Regions from separate parts of the Sus scrofa genome. Here region 2 is linked to region 1. Evidence: chromatin contacts called from public Hi-C data. All regions are on one chromosome and are shown on one strand. The core of a region is the stretch at or near the end of the contact, and the rest is flanking DNA. Distances in the headings are between cores, read along the strand shown.

Region 1 (4,044 bases), core at 1,364-3,863:
CCCAGGAACCCTTCTCTCCGCCTCTGCTCCCAAGCCTGGTGTGCGCAGATAGAAGTCCTGTCACAAAAGACAGCTCCCGGGAGGGAGGGCAGAGGGATGAGGTGCAGTCCTCCCACCCCCCTCCACCTGCCCGCTTCCTCCGCATCCACTGAGGTGTGCGCTGCACGTGCCTGTGGATAAAGGGGGTGGAGGGCAAGTTCTGAGGGGGTAAGGTGGGCAAAAGCTAGGGCGGAAGGGAGCGGGCTGGAGGAGGCAGGGCACAGGAGGCACAGGATGTGGTCTGTGAGAGAATGAGCTGCACTTCTCTTTTGTGAGGGCAGCCCTTCCCCCACCTCAGATTCATCCTACTATCAGGGCCCAGGCACGAGTCCAAGGGACATGGGGACCTGCGCCACAGGACGCATGCAAGGAACACGCTGGTTCAGAAAGAGCTGAGAAAGCTGGAAGAGAGGGTTCCAAATGACTCGGGCAGCAGAGCGGTGGAGCCTGTAGTCTGTCAGGGATAAAGGGCGAGGGGATGTGGGGAGTAGGGTATGGGCACCACGGACTGGGTTTCTGCCACTTCCCCTTTCCACCCCAAGCTACAAGCACCCTGCCTGGGGAGCGGGGCCAGAGGAGAGAGTTCTGGGGACCAGAAAGGCCCGCCTGGCCTAGAACCTGGGCCCTGAAAGGCCTGAGGACTCGTGCGTGGAGAGCAGGGCACAGAGGGGTTCCCAGGAAGCTGGGATTTTCCCGCCTCCCTGCACAGGCTGGCTCACAGGAGGGGCGGCTGCACCCTGAGCCGGAATGCTGGGGGAGGAGAGCGGAGGGGGCAGGAGCTGGGAGGGCCTGGAGTTCTGGGTAGTTTTCCCCAGGAGTCCACGCACACAGACAGGGCCCTAAGGAAGTAAAGAATAACATTTGGTCTTTGTCAAAAAACAAGCAAGGGGGAGGGGCAAGGGAACAGACGGCCAGTGTCCCACAGCTGCTGAGGTCAATCTGGAGCTTGGGGGTTAGGCGGCTGGGGGAGACTGGGAGGGTCGGGAATGGCTCCTGGGGCTCACCCGCTCCCTGAACTCACTCGCTGCGGAGTGGGCAAGTTAGTTGACCTAGCAACCCGAGACAAGCCGAGTGGTTTCAACTGGTTCTCTCCAGAATGTTCGCGAGGAAGAGGAGAGCGTGCCAGTGCCTACAGGGTGTTTGCAGGTGATCAGGCACCTGCTGGGGAGAAATGCAGTCCCAGGGCAGGGTCATCCGGGGGACACTCTCATCCAGCTCCCAAGTCCTACCCTGGGCTCGGATGGGGTGGGGCTTTGGGAATGCAGTCCTCCACCCCTCTCTCAATCCCCACCCACCCCAGCTGCCAGCCCAAGGTCAGCGGTGGCCTCCTGAGCAGCTGAGGCCTGACTCACCTGTTACAGTGGCGTCCCCTACACCCTACCGTCAACAGACACCAGGATGGAAGACGCATGATTGTTAAGAGCCTATGGTAGGGGGAGTGGGAAGGACAGCTAGACGGTCTCTAGCTTCCCAGCACTCCCCGCTGGGAGATAAGATTTCCTTCCTTTCAGCAACTGCAAGTCCCCTCCCCTAGGGAAAGCAGAAACTGTACTGGGAATTCTAGGGTCTCTATGAGATCACAGGCTCCACAGTGATCTCACACACGCAAGGAGGAGGAGTTGCAGATAAAGGGATTAGGGATAATGGGAAGAGCTCAGGGAGAAAAGAGTTGGCGGGAGGTGGGAGATTTGCTTTTCTCCCACAGGCTGCCTGGGTGAAGAGCCGGGTCCGAGCAAAGGAAACAGAAACTTGGGGCTATCAGGGGCAAATCCATGGGAAGCCGCAGGGAACCTGGGGCTGCTCCTATCTTGGTGGAACAGGGGAAAGAGTTGGAGGCGAAGTGCAGAAAGAGAAATGAGTCATTAGAGGGGCTCGTGGGAACGATCAGAATTGAGGTTGAAGAGGTCACGCAAATAAGCCAAACTAGGGGAGGGGCGGGACCATTCTACAGGTGCGCAGATACGCAAATAAAGACAAACGGAGGTGGGGGCGCTCTCACAACGCTCGGCCGGGGACCCTGGGCGTTCCGTGCAAACGAGAAAAGTGTTCATTGTCTAGTAGTTCTTAAAATGGGGAAGGGGTGGCAGCTGACTTATGCAAAACAGCAGAATCCAGAACTCGGACCACCAGGTGAGGGAGCCGGCCAGGCTCCCTGGCTCCAGGAAAAACGAGGGGCGGGGCTATGCAAACGAGGGTCCCCGCGGGGCCCTGGGCCGGGTGCACTCACCAGCCTGGGTGATGTCTGACAGGTCGTAGCTGCGGGCCGCGCCCCGGGGGAAGTGCTTCAAACGCCGGTTAGACAGGTTCAGGGTCCCGGTGGCCACGGCCTCCTCTAGAGCCCGCTCTGCACTGCGGCTCCCGGGCAGACCCGGAGATCCTGGGACGGAGGTTGTGGCCGCCGCCTCCTCACCCCCAGCGGCGAGTGAGGCCGCTACCACCGCCGCCATCCGCTCCTGGCGGCTCCCGCTGCCTGACTGACGGGACCGGCCGTCCCTCCTTGCCCCTCCCCCTCCTCGGAGCCGCCGTAGTGGCTTCCAGGGGGAGGAAGCGGGCTCGAGGACCCGGCGGGCCAATCGCTGTCCCGGGACGCGTCGGAAGTGGCTAATCAGAACCCGCCGGGGGGGTGGGGACTCCGGCGCTGGAGTGAGGCGAGACACGGGAGGGGGACTAGAATGGAGCGCTCGCCAACGGCCGACGTTCCAGGCCGGCCCACCCCGCGCAGCCGCATCCAATCACAAATCTTAGGGGTGGAGATGGTCCAATCAGGTCCAGTCAGGAGGCGGGGACGCCGGCGCTCCACTTGAAATGATAGAGGCGGTGAAAAGCAAGGCCGTCTCTTTTTCCAACGAAGACAAATCGCAAGCCATACACAGGCGAGTGACTGTCGAGAAGGCCAATTAGATCCTCCAAAGGGAACCTGACCCGGCCTCTTCTCTGAGGGACGGCTCTATCTACCAATAGCATGGGCGAGAAGGCGGTCCCTTCACTAAGAAGGAGGCGGGTGAGCTAGAACTTTGAGACCGACGTAAAGAATGTGAGCGCTGCGTGTTGGGCAGGCTGGAAGGAGTAGAGGGACTGCAGTAGCGTGTGCGAGCTGGACATGTTAGGGAGCGAGCCTGCTGTGGTGGCAGCAGGCAGATTGTGGGTATAGGGGGAGCTGGAGGCAAGACGATATCTGAGGCCAGTGAACAGGGGGTCGTTGCAACCGCAGGGACCATGAATGTCATATCAGCTGCAGAGGCCGAGGCCCGGAGACAGTCTCCGGAGGCTGGGCGGACAGGCGGCTTCCCAGGGACCGGGGATGCCCAGCTCAACTCCTGGAGGGAGGGTTACGGGAGACCAGGAGATCCTCGAAAATAACCGCCCGATCTGCCCCCTTGCCCAAAGAAGTACGCCTGGGCAAATTGTGATGATCAGACCTGGGGGCTTAGTCTAGAAGGGACCTCATCTAGAAGAGGACCGCCGTTTCACAAACGAGGAAAGTGAGACAGAGGGAAGAGCTGTCAAGAGCAAACAGCAAGTTATCGACAGCTCGTTCTAGAGGCCAGGCTTCCTTCCCCCTGCATCAACTTTTGCAGTGGGCTTTTTTCTGTTCGCATCCTCTTCTTTGTCTCCCGAAGTGAAACTGAGTGGATAAAGGGGACCCAAATACAAGAGGAAGTTACCGATTCTTGCTCCGTCCACGGAGAGTCTTAACATCCTGTTAAGTGGCATAAGAACCCAATATAGTCCATTTAATTGGTTAATAGCTACCTAGCCACAAATAGCTCAAGGTTCTTTCCCATAAGTCACATCTCAGATGCTGACATTCCAGAACATTTATTGAGTTATTAAAATTCCATCCCAGGTGTCCCAAACTAGCTGTTTACTAGGCCCCCTGAATAAGGGAGTTTGATTGGCTGGCTGACAGTCTGTTCACCAGCAGAGTAAACGAATGAGTCTATAGTACTGTGCAGCTGAGGGCTGGTTGTCCAGGCCTGGATTCCTTGGAGTTCCGGGAAGATC
Region 2 (3,974 bases), core at 1,376-3,875, 43 kb after region 1:
AGAGAATGCACTGAAAAAAAACAATTCCTCACCTCTTCTCCGGACCTATCTGGGTAGCAGTAGTCAAAGGTGACCTCAGCAGAACAAAAGAAACGCTGGGCCTTCTTGTGCTGGGGCCAGCATCCCCCGTAATGGAGATGAGGGATGGCCTGGGTCACAAACACATTTGCTTCTTTTTCTGATTCCCTAAAATGGCCCCTTCTCAGATCCCCCCCACCCCCGCCCCAAGCTCCCCGCTGCCATAGGTCAAAATCCAAGCTCCTTGATGTTGTATTCAAGACTTTCCTGGGTCTGTCCTACCTCGTATCTGGATGCTGGACACCTCTGTGCTCATTTAGTCAGTTCCCTCAACTCCCAAATGTGTCCCCTGCACTCTCGTCTCTGGAACTGCCCTTCCTCTTCTCAGCTCCAAATGCCTGCCATCCCTCCCAGAGCATAGGCCAGGAGGCAGGTGGAAGGACTCAGAAGGGGCACCCCAACACCAGGGTCCCAGGAGAGGAGGAAGGGAAGCCGGTCTGAGTGGATGATGGGTTTTGAGGGCCAGGAAGGGGGCAGGCTGATCCTTACCTGATGGTGTCCTCCAGACGGCCCTCCCCCAGGAGCCGCAGGAACATGGCCTGGAGGTCGCTCCAGTACAGTGTGCCCTGGTGGGAGTCCAGGCCCAGCTCAGAGTTGACATCCTCGCTGACCACCAACACATCGTCCCCGCACGCCTGGCAGGACCCTCGGAAGGTCACATAGCCCAGGAGGAAAGCTGATGGGTGGCAAGGTGGAGATTCTCCTTGTGCTCTTCTCTGGACCCCAGATGTTCCCCCAGCCCAGACCCTCCACTGGGAGTGGGCCTGAATCTTACCCCCGGTGAAGATCAGCAGGGCGGTCAGGACCAGGTAGGGGGCGGCTCTTCGTCCTGCTGCCCAGAGCCCAAGGCTTTGCCGAGCTGGTCGAGAGCCCAGGGGCTCGGGGCCCCTCAGCTCCATGGGGCAGAAGTGGGAGGGTGGCTCAGCCCCCTCCTCCCCGTCTTCCTCCTCCTCCTCCAGGCGCCCCTGCTGGGTGCCCTCCACAAGCTTGTAGATGGTCTGGGAGGGTCGTGGGGACCACCTTTGCTGTGGGGGGTTCAATGGCTGTGAGATTGGGGAAAGAGGCCTGGGGAATGGGGAGGAATCTAGCGATAATAGGGTCAGGGACTTTGGGGTGCCATGAAACTAGGCAGGAGAGAGGGTCCTGAGAGGCGGGCTGGAGGGGAGAGTTGGAGGTGGGAAGGGAAGGGGTCAGCCTTGGGGTCTGTGGGGGAGCTGAGAACCTGGAGAGAAGGCCTAAGGGTCTCCCAATCCCACTCGATCTTACCACTCTCTGGAGTACACCCCAAAGCCGCTCCATGCTCGTGTCCTTCCTGAGCCCTGCAGGCTGTGCCCCCCACCAGTGATAAACCGTTTGTGGGAGCCCCCAGAGGCCCCTTATCAGCCCTGGCAGGCAGCCTGAGCCCAGACCGTTCCTCGCTTCCCCCACTCCCAGGGTTGGGGCACAGTCCTGGCTTTAGTCCAGCCTTCCAGGCATGGCCCCCCCGGCTCAGGCTAGAGGACGAGGGGCTGTGCCCTCCCCTGCCAATCCCTCCACAGTTCACTCCTGCCCTCTTCCTGCAAAACAATCAATTTTTTAACCTTGGGGCAGACTTTGGCCTCTAGTTCCCGGCAGGGCTGGGGGAGGAGGGCTGATGGCTGGGGAGGGTGGAGATGTGGGTGACCCCTCTTCCCTCCTGCTTCCTCCCCTCCCAGTGTTCTTGGGGACCCCCTCCTAAGCTCCCCACCATGAACACCTCTGCCCCTTCCTCATCTTGCTTACAGGCTCCCCAGTACCCAAACCCTGTAACACATAAGCTGCCCTCCCTGTCTGGACTCCTGCCCCAGTGGGAACCCTAGTTGAGGGGCCACGTGGTGTGACCTGGGTTTTGGTCTGGCCATGTGTTTGTTCCTTTGCAATCAGACTGAAGGGGGTGGGGGTGCAGGCTCCTGTGGGCTGCTGGGGTGGGAGGTGCAAGGGTGGGAGCACCTGGTCAGGCAGGACTGGTGAGTGCTCCAGGACCAGGGCCCGCCTGGAGTCAGGGAATCTGTGGATCAGGCCCCCTCAAGCAACGATGGAGAGAGTCCTGGCCATGGAATAGGCAGAGCTGGGTGACCCTGGACAAGTCATAGTCCTCTCTGGGCACCTGCACCTCTTTGACGACCAAAGGATTTGGACCACATGGGTTTCTACAGCTTTGGGGTCGAGGGACCTCACAACACATCACAGGCACAAACTGCTAAGCCTTACCTACAATTTCAGGCAGGGGCGCAGGTCCCTGAGCCCCGCAGAGGACCCCAAGACACGCAGCTCTAAAATGGAAGGGCTCAGGGGCCCGGATGTCAGGGGTCTCCCTGGGAAACCTCAGTGCCTACCCAAGTTGGGAGAGAAGTTCTCAGCTGCTGGGGCGCACTGTGCCTCTGTCCCCTCCCCACTCTTCTCACTGCCTATAACGCCCTGGGAAAAGACAGCGGTCGGTCGGCTCACCTGAGCTGTCGGTCCTGGGGTGCTTAGGTGCAGCCTCTCCTGAGGCCCGAAGCCCGGCCCACCCCAAGCCCCACCCCTCGCGCAGGCCCCGCCCCTGGGCCGGGCCCTCGGTTCCGTCCCGCCCCTGACGCCGCATCCCCTTCGCCAACTCCCATTTCCAGCCCCGACTCTTGCTCCTCGCTGGGGATTTCATTGAGGGGCTCTACCCGGTTCTCGCTGCGCGATCCTCCCTGGATTGCGGCCCCTTTGAAACCTGAGGCGTTCGTGGCTCCTGCCGCACTGCCCCCGCCCTCAGACCTTGCCCTGGCGTCCACCGTGCGATGCCACACCGCGGATTTAGGTGTGGCCCTCCCCTCTTCTCCCTCCAGAACCCTGACCCCACTGCCCACCCCTAAAGAGGCCAAACTTCCTTTTTCTTAAAACGTTTTTACTCCGTTCGACAACGCAATCTAAGAGGACGAGCGGGAAGGGGAAGAAAAGGGGGCGGTGGGAGCGTTGGGAGCTTGCGGTGCCGAGGCGGGGAGGCGGGGGGGGGGGCGGGAAGAACGGGGGCGGGGGTTAACCCTCTCCTTCCTTTCGCGTCCCCTCCCCCACTGCTGCAGGCAGGCCTGTGGGTGAGGAGGGGGCGCCCTCAGGGGCACTTCCGCTCCACGCACTGCTTCCCGCCCTCCTCATATTCCTGCTTGGAGATCCACATTTGCTGGAAAGTGCCCTGGGTCGGGGGACGACACTGGCGGTCAGGGAGGCCCTGAAGGAAGAGAGAAGCGCCTCCCCACACTCCACGCGTGCAGGCTCGACGCCCCGGAACCCTCCTCCGGGCCTCCCTGCCTCTCAATCCCACATCCCTCCCGCGACCACCAGCCTGCCCCATCTTCCAGTCCACCCCTTCGTAGTCAGAGGGCGAACACCCGCTGCCTGTCGTTCAATCCAGGATTCATTCATTCAACAAGCATCTACTGAGCACCTGTTCAATAGCTGTTTCCCAGCTGGGAGGTGGTGCTTACAGACCCTGGCCAGTGGCCAACGCTCCATACCTCTTCTTCTCCAGGTACCCTATAGGGCCTAACAAACATGTCAAGTCTCCCTACTTCCCAAGAAAATCTTCTCTCCACGCGCCTCACCAATGGACATCACCTAACATCAGGATGGGGCTGTCTTTACTCCCAAGTGGCCCCCGCCCCCCTTGAAACCTGCTCCTTGAGAGTCTCTGGTCCTGGGCATTTCAGGCTGTACCCACTCTTTCATGGTTTCTCTGCCTCTGCCTGCAAGTGTGTGTGTGTGTGTGTGTGTGTGTGTGTGTGTGTGTGTGTGTGTGTGTGTGTGGCTCTGCTTCTGTCCTGGGCATTTCAGGCTGTACCCACTCTTTCATGGTTTCTCTGCCTCTGCCTGCAAGTGTGTGTGTGTGTGTGTGTGTGTGTGTGTGTGTGTGT

The links. Hi-C and Micro-C count contacts between places; a contact is called where the count stands out from the background.
Region 2: a contact with region 1 is called in a Hi-C map of liver, with 3 times the contacts expected there. The contact joins the promoter of TFR2 here to the promoter of LRCH4 in region 1. A contact is called at or near these places in 4 of 47 Hi-C or Micro-C datasets (heart right ventricle, liver and skeletal muscle).

The regions. Positions count from the first base shown.
Region 1 is chr3:8,508,729-8,512,772 of Sscrofa11.1, forward strand. LRCH4 (leucine-rich repeat and calponin homology domain-containing protein 4) reads right to left here and starts at 2,614. Exons shown (of 23, transcript XR_002342282.1): 1 at 2,267-2,614. It overlaps FBXO24 (F-box only protein 24), which reads left to right and starts at 2,698. Exons shown (of 20, transcript XM_021086233.1): 1 at 2,698-4,044.
Region 2 is chr3:8,551,368-8,555,341 of Sscrofa11.1, forward strand. It overlaps TFR2 (transferrin receptor protein 2), which reads right to left and starts at 2,626. Exons shown (of 19, transcript XM_003124374.5): 1 at 2,545-2,626; 2 at 1,345-1,404; 3 at 854-1,103; 4 at 568-754. The coding sequence starts at 1,377. ACTL6B (actin-like protein 6B) reads right to left here. Exons shown (of 12, transcript XM_013995471.2): 12 at 2,955-3,292. The coding sequence ends at 3,176.